Linked DNA regions of Mus musculus: region 2 is linked to region 1. A link is a contact called in public Hi-C data. All regions are on one chromosome and are shown on one strand. The core of a region is the stretch at or near the end of the contact, and the rest is flanking DNA. Distances in the headings are between cores, read along the strand shown.

Evidence for each region. Hi-C and Micro-C count contacts between places; a contact is called where the count stands out from the background.
Region 2: a Hi-C map of cerebellar granule neurons shows a contact between it and region 1, with 2.6 times the contacts expected there. The contact joins the enhancer-like site here to the promoter of Clybl in region 1. A contact is called at or near these places in 4 of 15 datasets of contacts at CTCF or cohesin (CD8 T cells, the G1E-ER4 cell line, embryonic stem cells and 1 more), 39 of 484 Hi-C or Micro-C datasets (B cells, the G1E-ER4 cell line, the HL-1 cell line and 16 more), 5 of 115 datasets of contacts at active chromatin or transcription factors (astrocytes, embryonic stem cells and memory CD8 T cells) and 1 of 9 other capture datasets (embryonic stem cells).

The regions. Positions count from the first base shown.
Region 1 is chr14:122,179,448-122,185,116 of GRCm38.p6, reverse strand. It overlaps Clybl (citrate lyase beta like), which reads right to left and starts at 3,423. Exons shown (of 8, transcript NM_029556.3): 1 at 3,336-3,423. The coding sequence starts at 3,391.
Region 2 is chr14:122,220,285-122,226,293 of GRCm38.p6, reverse strand. The region is part of intron 1 of Clybl (citrate lyase beta like); the gene reads right to left. Among named protein-coding and RNA genes, the nearest start is that of 1700108J01Rik, 10 kb to the left of the region's middle. Within about 2 kb of position 2,648, at least 84 of the 459 cell types and tissues checked have an H3K27ac peak or open chromatin away from gene starts, as enhancers often do. A contact at or near this core is called in B cells, CD8 T cells, the G1E-ER4 cell line and 6 more, where this site is marked.

The DNA of each region.
Region 1 (5,669 bases), core at 2,174-4,673:
TCTGACATTTTACAGCTGGAGAGAGTAAGTACCAGGCCCACACAATTAGGGCCCAGTCCCTCATGTCTGCCCTTACTTAAGATGTAAGCAAAAGCTGTAGGTGTTTTCCTTGTGTTTCTGATTGACGGACCATAAGTCAGAGGTTCCTAAGACTCCACTCTTTAGGTCCAGTTCATTTGCTAGGAGGGCTCACAGAACTCAAGGAAACTGATTACAATCAGAGACCTTCGAAAGGATACAGATGAACAGCCAGATAGAAGGATACACAGGGCAGGGCATGGATGAGGGGTGGAAGCTTCTATGCCCTCTCTAAGCACACCTCCTTACAGAAAGCTGCATGAGTTTAGCAACCTGGATGCTCTCCAAACCCTGGCCTTTTGGATTTTGATGGGAGCTTCCTTGAACAGACAGGACCAATCTTGTGGTTCCTTCTTCTCTGTCTTGTGTCAAATTGACAAAACACTCATCAGCACCGGTGTACTTTAAAGTCACATCGTGAACTTGCTGAGAAGGGCTGAACCCCACAGCCTAGCAGCCCCCAACACTCAAGTCACTCAGGAGAGTCCATTGGTTTAGGGTTGTGTTCCAGGAAACAGGGACAGAAACCAAATAAACATTCTTACTGTATCACAGTATCGAGCACAACACAATTAAGAAATCGGCAAAATAGTTGGGGCATATGTACGATGAATATACTAGATGGCAAATCACCATTTGGAAGGTAGCACAAAAGCCTGACCTCAATGACACACCACCTCCAAGAAGGCCACACCTCCTAATCTTCTCCAAACAGTTCCACTACCCGGGGACCAAACGTTCAACTATATCAGCCTCTGGGGGCCACTCTCATCCAAACCACCACAGCATCATCTAAGGGGATTTCAGGTTCAAACAAATCGAAAACAAGATACCACAGCCGCATACCGGTTAGAATTGTTGAATGTTCTTTAACCAGCAATGACAGACGATGAGTCAGCAGAGTAACACACTCGTTCACAGATAAGACGGTGCAGCTACTGTGACGTCTTCTCATAAAGCTAAGCACAGCCTTCTGAGACAATTCAACAGTCACATTCCTCAGTAATTATGTCTACACACAAACGCATGTGAAGACTTCTGCACAGTCAACAAAAACTGGACGCAGCTAAAATATCCTTCAACAGCGAACTGTCTAAACCAACTGTGGTATAGCTACACAATGGGATACTACTTGGCAATACAAAGAACTGAGCTATTAAGTCATGAGAGACATGAAGGAATTGTATATGCCTATTGTTAAAGAACCCAATCTAAAAAGACTATACACCGTATGGCTCAAATTCTTTGACACTCTAAATGAGATGGATCAGCAATAAAACTATATGTTACGTAGGCCTGACAACCTGACTTTCATCCCTGGAGCCCAGGGTGGAAGAAAATCAACTCCTGAAAATGATCCTCTGACCGCCACACATAAACTGCAGTATGTTCGTGCTAACATTCATACACACACACACACACACACTAAATAAAGTAAATGTAAAAACTAAATCGTCTGTTGGGTAGAGGGTACCTGGAAAGAATGCAGACCAAGAAAAGCACCAATTGTATACAAAAGGGCTTTGAAGAAAGAAAAGGGTGCTGACCTAAGCAACTCTAGGAATAAATGGAGCCCATGAGGCTGGAGGGAGTCTAAGCACTGTCTTCTAGTGGGTGGACATCTTCCCAATGGGTGTGGGCTAATAAATCATATGCTTGCTAGGACTGAACAATTAAGTGCCTGCGTGGTAGACAGCAGGAGCTTCCTTACAGTTGGGCCGGTGCTTTACTGACAAGCCTCAGGAAGAAGTTAGACTGCTCCCTGAGTGATGTGTTAGACCTGGAAGCGTCCTAAGGACTCATGTGTAGCTTGAGAAATAGCTACAGATGGTTCTATGTAGCAACTTTGATAGGTGTGTGTGTTCCCATCTATATTTCTTGGCTCTGTCAAGTGAGTTATGCTCCCTTCCTTGAAAGCGGAGTAATTCATATACATCCAGCATGGCCACAGAGAACTGCATGAATAACATGACAGTCTAGAGCTCAGGGCAAACGCTGGTGGGTCAGAAACAGGGATCAGGATTTCTGGTCTTGAATGGCCCCTGCGTGCTCAGCAATGGTTCAGACACTCTGAAAATAAGCAAGGAGCCTCCAGAAGTAGCCTACTGGTCCCAGACAGCACTTACATCCTCTGGTGGGTTTACTAGGACCACACTAGCACAATTGGCTCACTAAAGCCAAGTACCTGCCCTTGATAGAGATGATGCATGGTATGGGGGGCAGGGTGGTGGTGATAAAAAGGAGTTTACACTAAGCTCCAAGCCTATTAGAAGTGGTGACTGTGTGCGGTCAGGACTGGTCCTTTCACACTTCAGAAACGGAATCTCTGGGCTGGCCCAGGACCCCTCCCTTACCACCACTCAGGTTCCAGGAGTGATTTTCCTCCAGCCAGGGTGCAAGGCCACAGATGAGAAAATGAGGTGCCTAAGACCATATGGGTCCTGTCATGGGTCTGGGGTAAATCATGAAGCACAACACAAAAGATGTAAAAAACGCTAAACTGTGAACTCTGGCTCCATCGCTCCGTGGGACTTTGAGACAGTCTCTGATCCTGTTTCCTCACAATAGGCAAGACACCTTAAAGGAGAACTCAGGACACGTGCAGTTAACAGATAGGCAAGTGTCATGAGGGAGGGTCACTGTTTGTGACAATCTACAGTTCCTTTACCAACTAGTATTGCTATGTAGGCCAGGCTGGCCTCAAACTTGCTATGTAGATTAAGTGTAGCCTTTAACCTGCGTCCTCCTGCCTCCACTCCCCAAGTCATGGAATTCTTTTCAAATATCTACTCCAAAGCTGATGACGTAAGACTTAAAGTCTCTTGTTAAACCAAAGAAAACTTCAAAATATATGCTCTTTTCACCTAAAAAAAATTCAGTGTTTTTCATGAGCAGATTTTGGCAAAAGCTTTTTGGAACCCTCAGTCATTCTTGGTTGGGTAAGTGGGTCCAGAGAACAACATTTGGGAACCACTGTGCTTCACATAGGTGGGGTGAGCGTCTCAGCTACTCCAGAGCGCCCCTAAGTTAGCGCGGTACATGCCAGATGCTGACAGCCCTGCCAACCCAGTAACGTTTGTACCCATTGCCCGGGTCCACGCAAAGCCCTCCCACTGGGAGGCAGCAGCCGCAGCGACCTTGGCAGAGGTCAAGGACCGGAGGCACAGAGGTATCGGGCTAGAGTGCCCATGCAGGCTCCAGAGACCACTCTGGCTACCGCCTTCGCCGCGTGGCGGGGACAGAGAACCTGAACTCACAGCCTGGGCAGCGCCGCCGCTCCACGAACCGTGTTCCGCAGCACGCACAACGCCATCTTCCCGACTGGCCCGCCTACGCCCCGCCCTCGCCCCGCCTAGCTGGATTCGGCCACGCCCGCCCTACCAGGCTTAGCCCGGCCCCCCGCTTGCCACAGCCCAGGCCAGTCCAGCCAGACTCAGCCCCACCTTGCTTCTGCTGGCGAGGCCCCATGCAACGCTTCTCTTTCCAAAACCACGCCCGCCCTCGTTAGCCACTCCAATCCTCTGCGAGCCCTGCGCGGCTCTGCGCGGAGGCTTTGGTGACCCAATGCTCCGCCCGCTTCTGAAACGAGTTAGAGAAACTTGGGTTTTCTCTGGCAGAGAAGATTTAGGTTTCCGAGGGGCTTTTTTGCTGTTTTTATTATCAACGTGCCCCTAACACAGTCGGTGAGCCTGCGATGGTGCATAAGCTAAAAGTGGTCAAAGCAAATGGGCTCTACCTGAAAAGGTGCAGGCTTGGGACCCACACAGGCCCCTTCCCAATGCCTGCGGGTCTCCGGAAACTGAGAGAAGCTGCCATCGGTCGTCTTTCCTAATCCAGTGGTGCCCTACCTAGTGTCTGGTCCTTTCCACTCTCCACCCTCCACCATTCCTCTGTCTTCTACCTCTGCAGTTTTGATTTTGGTGGTCACTACGTTCCGTTTGTTCTGAATTGACACTCAAAGTCGTTGTCGGAAGCTGGATTAAAAAATAGACCCCAGACGGGCGTGGTGGCTCACGCCTTTAATCCCAGCACTTGGGAGGCAGGAGAATTTCTGCGTTCGAAGCCAGCCTGGTCTACAGAGTGAGTTCCAGGACAGCCAGGGCTACACAGAGAAACCCTGTCCCGAAAAACAAAAACAAAAGACCCCAGAAGTCCTTTGTAGCCAGAGTGGCAGCACAGATGCCGAATATCTGCAAGACTGAGTTATCGCTTAGTTTATGATACCAACAGGGCAGACTGTTCAAACCCTCTGTGAGGCCCCCTCACACCCACCCGGACCTCTCCTGCCTGCACCCAGTGAGGACCATCCCACTTTCCTGTCTCCACTGCGGGCCCCAGTCTGTTCCGCCAAAATGGAGCCTGAGACAAAGCAGTATCAGGAACACCCATTCCATCTCTAATTTACACATCTATATCTTGTACTAAGAGACTGAGCAGGCAAGCTTTGTCTGTCTCCAGATACTAGATCACACTCTTTGTCCTGTTACACTTCTCTATGGCCATCCATCCACCAGTAAAAACACAGGTCTGGGGGTTTGAGTTTTTAAAACTTTTGTTGTTGTTGTTGTTGTTGTTGTTGTTTGAGACAGGGTTTCTCTGTATAGCCCTGGCTGTCCTGGAACTCACTGTGTAGACCAGGCTGGCCTTGAACTCAGAAATCTGCCTGCCTCTGCCTCCCAAGTACTTGGATTAAAGGTGTGTGCCACCACCGCCCGGCCTTGAGTTTTTATTTATCAATAAAAGTCACGTAAGGCGTCAGTTACATGCACAAAAGAGTTATTGCAAGTTTTGCACCTGAGGGGGTCAGAGGGATTGAGGGGAGGTAGTGGGGGAAGACGGGTTGGGAGGGTGAAAGACTTCAGGGCAAAGTAGAGCAGGCATAAAACTTCAGGGATCTGAGAACCTCCTGGGCCCAGGTTTAAGTGGCCTAAATGCCTTTTTTAATAATATACTCGGGAGTAGAATTTAGGGCCTCAGCCAGGCAGGCAGGAGCTCTATCTACCACTGAGCTACACCCTGGCCCTAAGTGGCTGAAATCTTGGCATTGTTTCACAAATACATTTGTCCTAGATAGAAGTGAGTTATATTTTCACCACATGGCCTTGTAATTATCGTGAAAACTCAATTAACCTTCATTGTTTGTCTTATACTATCTAGCTTTGTATTGGTTCTACAGAACACCTCCTAGGATTCGCCCGCTGAAAATATCTGATCAACCTCACTGTTTGCTGTAACATTTAAATAACTTTCCAGTGGGAAAGGGCAGACCCATTAGGAAAATGAAGCCCTTTATTCTCTGGTTAGGAACCCCAAAGGCTCTTTATCACAATCCATTCTTTCCTTCCTTTTGCTGTCTGGCCGGATGTAGGGTTTTCTCACCAAAGTTGAGTCTCAAAGGCTGAGCGGGCCGGTGTCACTGGTTTCAAACTTCAGAATGGCGCACTTAGAAAGAAGCCTATTAGAAGTTCTGTGGAATGGTTTTTAAGCAGTGGCACAGATAGAACTTGGCTCTGAGATCATTGCTGCCTCCTGCTGCTAAGATACAAAACCCTCCCAGCCGCGCTCCCGGCCAGCGCTGCCTTTGATAAGGG
Region 2 (6,009 bases), core at 1,399-3,898, 42 kb before region 1:
AAAAAAGAAGCTGGGGTGACACCCACAGTCCCAGGGACAAAATGCAGCCAGCAAGAGGGGCTTGGCTTTGATGGGGGGGTATGGGGTGAGGTGGGGGGGTGGGGTGAGGTGGGGGGGTGTTATTTGATTTTGGGAAGTTTTTTTTTTTTTTTTTTTTTTTTGTTAACAAGGTGGATAAGCCCTGAAACTGTTCCAAGGCTAACTGTCACCCATGTTTTCCTCCTACCTACCCTCAGCCTCTTCCCTTTGCTGCCCGGAGCAGATGCTGGTGGCTGGGACAGTGTGGAAAGGCCTGGCCACCTAACTCTGCAGTTTCAAAAGGAACAGTTGAAAGGCCCGAGGATGAGCCCACAGGAGGCCTAGGGAAAAGGCTAAGTCAGCATTTCAGAGGTCCTGACATCTACTCGGCTCTTCTTTCCTCTCCTGCAAGGGGAAGGCAGGATGACTTCAAAGGGGAAAGTTTTGGGGTGTCTGGGAGGACTTTAGTTCACACTCCTTCTGGCAGCAGGATGGCCCCCAAAGGTGAATATTTGTATCTTTCTCTTAAAGAAACCCCACGGTAATCTCATTTCGGGGACACATGGCTGCTGCTGAAGTGGTGGGTACTGGAAAGTGAGACTGGGTTGGGGGATGGGGCAGCCGCTGTCCAGGCTTCTGCTTCCACTTCAAACCCTCATCCCAGGATGTCTTGGTGGCCACACTGGTACAGGAGGAATGGGAGGGTCCAGAGATATCCCATTACCAAGGGACAAGGAAGAGCTAACAGGTCACAGACTCGATAGTAGGAAAAGGGGAAAGGTCAAGAGGAAGGCAGAGGGAAAAGTGGGGACGAAGGAAGACCTCGCTAAATACCTCTCTTGGCCGAGGGGCTGGGGAGAGGGATGGAGAGACGTGCTAAGACTGCTATTTACAGATGAATGGAAGCAGGGCTTCTCCATCCGCTCAGTGACAAACCTTAATTGCTCAAAACAAAGCAAGTTTCCAAGGGCCAAGCTCTTCGAAGGCCCCATCTTTGCTGTAACGTCGGGAACAAAGCTCTATGTCCAATATTTCCATTAAAAAAAAAATAAACGAAAGCAAATCGTGATGTCTACCGTCATCTGTTTCAAAGGGTTTGATTTCTTCCCACCTCCCGGCTGCCAGCTAGGTCATCACAACAATTCATTTATTTTACTGTCTTTATAGAGAGGAGAGAAGAGAAAAACCTATGTCTCACTTCTTAAAAGGTGGCTCAAAATCTGAAATTCAAAGAATAACATTACTAAGCAATTACCTGGGAAAATCTAGAAGGCCTTCTGCGAGAACTATCAAAAGACAATATTTGTCTAGAATTCGAGCACTAACGGCCCTGACACAGCAAAACCATTGTGTTTTCCCCAACTTTTCTTTGCTCCATACAGCTGTGTTTTCACAGATGTCAAGCCATGTGTCTCCACCAAAAGGTTTAGCCCTCCCTTCAGAAGCGAATGTGGATCAAAGGTTCAAACGCAGAAATACAAGCTCCCTTCCCCTCTGGAACATGTTTTTATTTTTCCGCAGTGGCTGCAAACCAGAATTCCCATCTGCTGTCCTGCGGCACCCAGGTTAACCTTACCAGTGGGGCTCAGAGCACTGTTATCTCAGCTAAGAAGAGCATAGATGAAGAAGCGTGCCCATGCCTGAGAGAGCCACGAGGGCCCCTCCCCAAGATGTCCACTCAGCTCAGAGAGGATTGAACCAGGCAGGAGCCGAGGTGACCTTAGAAATTCATTATTCCCTTCCTGTTCCATCAGAACAGATTTACGAAGTTAAGATTGGGTTTTTCTGTGATGCACATACAACTTGTAGAAAGAAGAACATACGGTTTCCTGCCTCCTACTCCAGCAATACACAAGAACATGCAAATGATGCTTCGCTTGTTTGAAACTGTCTAACAATAGACCTGATAAAATAATATTAATCTCTATCTAGCAGGTTCCGTTGTATTTTACCAAGCTGTAGTTCTGTTTTAGATAGATCTCCTTCTGACGTGCTAATCTTTTTAATGCCTCCCTCACCCTCACTTCCTATTCTTCCCACTGAGAATATCTGTGAAACGACTAGGAGAGAAACAGATAAGTTTCTCTACTGCAAAGATGGGTTCACTGCATTTGCTCAGGAGAAGAGCAAGCCGGGGTTAAGCAGCTGACAGGGTTTTAAGACCTTTGAAGGTATTTTTGCCAGGTTCTTAAGATCGCTCAGTATCAGGTGAAATGAGTTAGACAGAGGCACGTATCCGTCTGTTTAGATCTCTGTAGACCATCAAGAGTGGAGGGATACAAAGCTTTGGCCAGTCAGCCTCTCTGGAGAATATACAGGCGCCAAAGTGGGGAGTCCTGGACTGGTTTAACACCAGTGTGTGAGTGCCATCTAGTGACCACTCCAGAACTACAGTCTAGTCACCGCACTTACCGTACAGAAACATAAGCCTCCTAACCCATCTCCCCAAGATGATTTGGTTCCAGCATTCCCAACCCTCCTGTCCACTCATGGCAGCATTTGTTGCCCTGGTTACAAAATGAACCTAAAGGAAAAGGAAAAACAAAAACAAAAACCTAAACAGCTTCAGAAAACAAAGCAGGAAGTGGGAGGGGCCCAAGATGGCTTCTGACTAGAAAAAGCAACACAGTATCAGATTGTCAACACTGAAGCTGCTCACAAGCCCCACAGAGAAGGGTAAAGAGGCCACTTCTACTAAGGAATTACTTTGACCATTCTGAAGGACAGACTCCATGAAAACGGAGTCTCCCGCCATTCACACCTGCCCTTCAGACGTCAGCTGATCAACTTTGATGAGGAAAAGCTCCCTGTCTGGGCACTCATACCTAGACCTCTCTGAGTCCTCTTTGTGTGTGTGTGTGTGTGTGTGTGTGTGTGTGTGTGTGTTATTGTACACTCTAGGGATATGAAGCCCTCCTTGCAGCTAGACAAGCTAGCAGCTTCTCCTGCTCCAGCTGCCTGGACTGCAATGTAAGCTCCACAGCAGACCAGCCTACCAGCATGCCTTGTCCTGGGATGATAGGACACTCTCACCCAGCTTTGGGTGTGGCCCTTCAGTGGCCTAAGCATCAGTGGGCTGTCCTCACTTGTGAGGAGCCGCCCTCACAGTCACCGTTACAAGATGGCGCTGACATCCATTGCTCATAGTAAAATGTGTGCAGGCGTCATTGCCTGAGCCCTGCCTCTCTCGTGGCGTTAACTGACTGATAGTGGGCAGCCAATTCGGGTGGTGCACGTCTCCAACCGTTTTACACAGCCTATAAAAGGGAAGGGCTTTCTGCTCTCTGGGTCTCCTCTCCTGAAGTTGATCATCTATCTCTCGAGATGTATTAAAGCTTTACTGCAGAAGGATCCGAGTGGCCTGCGTGCGTTTTGCTGGCAAGACGGTAGCGTGGGTCACTCACTGGTAGCAGGTGGTCCCAGAGGGCCCCATCAGCCACTAGAGGCCACTGTTCTGTCTCCATTTTATGAGTTCCAGGTAAAGACACCTGGACCAGCATAGTCAGAACAGGGACAAAATGCAACACTGTTGCTCCGGGCCACACCCATGGGATCACAGACCCTGTGAGAAGGAGGGCAGTTGTTGTAACAGACTTGCCTTTGTTTCTGGAGAAGACTCGGGCCTGAATCCGGTTCTATGGCCACACAAATCCTCATTCACACGTCCATTCCCTAAGCTGGCCTCAGTGAGAAAGGAGCCAGGTCATCACTAAATGCTGTCTCCCAGGGAGCCCGGAAGGACCAGGGCTCAGCACAGATTCATTGGCTGACAGAAAGGAAGATGCCAAGAGTCATTCAAGGCCTAGGGTGCCCGGTGGGTCAGTGAGCCTCAGCTCTAAATACCCCCACTTCTCTGCTTTCAAGGAATGGGGCATGTGGCAGAGCTCAGGTGAGGCTCATTTCTAAAGGGAGGAGGACCTGGGGCCAGGAGTAGCTGCTCATCAATGTTATCCTTTGGGGGGAGGGGTCCAGCTATGTGACCCAGGCTACATGCAACGTATCTTCTACCTTAGCCTCCAAAGTGTTGAGATTATAGGTGTGTACCGCCACACTGGGCCCTAAAATGCTACTTAATTTTAAAATGGTGGCATGTCATCCCTTCTGGTAGAGAGGGAGTTGTTTGCTCTGCCCATTCAGGTCCACTTGATGCCCCCCCCCCCCACATACCAATCAATAACATACCTTTGAACGATGACTTTAGAGCTTTTCAAAATGAACAATTACACCACTATGAAAAGCCAGACCCTAGTAGAAGAGACACTTCGAAGGCCAAAAGGTTGGGCTGGACAGGCTCTGGGGTGGTGGGATGGTGAAGGCTCCAAGTCCCAGGATCCCTTCTTATCATAGTTTCTAGCTCAGACCCATTTGGGTACAACACACCAGCACAGCCTAGCTTCCCTTAGCTACTTCTTAGGTCTGGAGAGTAAAAACACTTTGAGGACACTATCTGTTCCCAAGAGTAGAGTCAGGGAAGCCCCAGAGGTACTCTGCTGAGTAAGGCATCTCGTAGTGTTGCCTGCATCTGGATGCAGCCAGACAATGCCTGGCTGAGATGAGGGTCAATGTGAATAGAAGAGCTGTGAATAGAAGAGCTCTGTGGCTCAGAAGGATTGAGTAGGCTCTTGATGGGGAAGCCCAAACACCCAACTTATGTGAGAGCTATACTGTGAGCAAAGGGGACAGACCCCAGACTGGACCATACCTCTATTTTATGTATGTGAGTACACTGTAACTGTACTCAGACACACCAGAAGAGGGCATCAGATCCCATTACAGATGGTTGTGAGCCACCATGTGGTTGCTGGGAATTGAACTCAGGACCTCTGGAAGAGCAGTCAGTGCTCTTAACCACTGAGCCATCTCTCCAGCCCTCCATCCATGTCTTAGTGATGGTAATAAGTCATTTTTGTTGTTGTTGTTGTTTTGTTTTTCGAGACAGGGTTTCTCTGCATAACCCTGGCTGTCCTGGAACTCACTTTGTAGACTAGGCTATCCTCGAACTCAGAAATCCGCCTGCCTCTGCCTCCCAAGTGCTGGGATTAAAGGTGTGTGCCACCACTGCCCGGCTAATAAATCATTTTTTAGGTCATATTTGGGAGTCTTTTGACCACAGCCCTCAGACACATATCCTAGTTTATCAGTATGTATAAATTGGGTACTTCTAGCTTATATGCTTAGTGCATTGTGCTTGAACCTGTCTTCAGAAAAGGCAAAGCTGTAAATTGTCCTGTAACAGAGCTGTACCTTGTCATGGTGAGATTCCCAAGGTAGAGAAGGTTGATTAAAACGCACTCGCGCACAAATACACACACACACACACACACACTAAAACTAGCCAGAGTTGGTACTGGTACTCTGATATATGCCTGTAACCTCACAACCCAAGAGGCAGAGGGTCATGAGTTCAAGGCCAACCTGAGCTACAGAGAGCAATTGGGAGCCTGTCTCAAAAGTAAAAAAACAAGGCTGGGGAGAAGACGCAGCAGATATGAGTGACGCTTATACTTTCAGGGACCAGAGTTCAAGTCCAAGCAGCTATCTGTGTAAAAAAATTCATACACATAAAATTTAAAAAATAAGTAAATCTTTAAGATTATGTGTTCACGGTAAGATGGCTCAACGGTTAAGAGCACTGAGTACTCTTCCAGAGGACCTGAGTTCAATTCCCAGCAATCACATGGTGGTTCACAACCATCTGTAATGGGATCTGATGTCCTCTTCCGGTGTGTCTGAAGACCCATACAGCATACTCATATGCATAAAATAAATATTTTTTTTCTTTTTGGTTTTTTGAGACAGGGTTTCTCTGCATAGCCCTGGCTGTCCTAGAACTCACTTTGTAGAACAGGCTGGCCTCGAACTCAGAAATTCACCTGCCTCTGCCTCCCAAATGCTGGGATTAAAGGTGTGCGCCACCACTGCCCAGCTAATAAATCTTTTTTTAAAAATGTATGTGTGTCCCTGTAATCACGGATGCTTATTTAGTTGCTC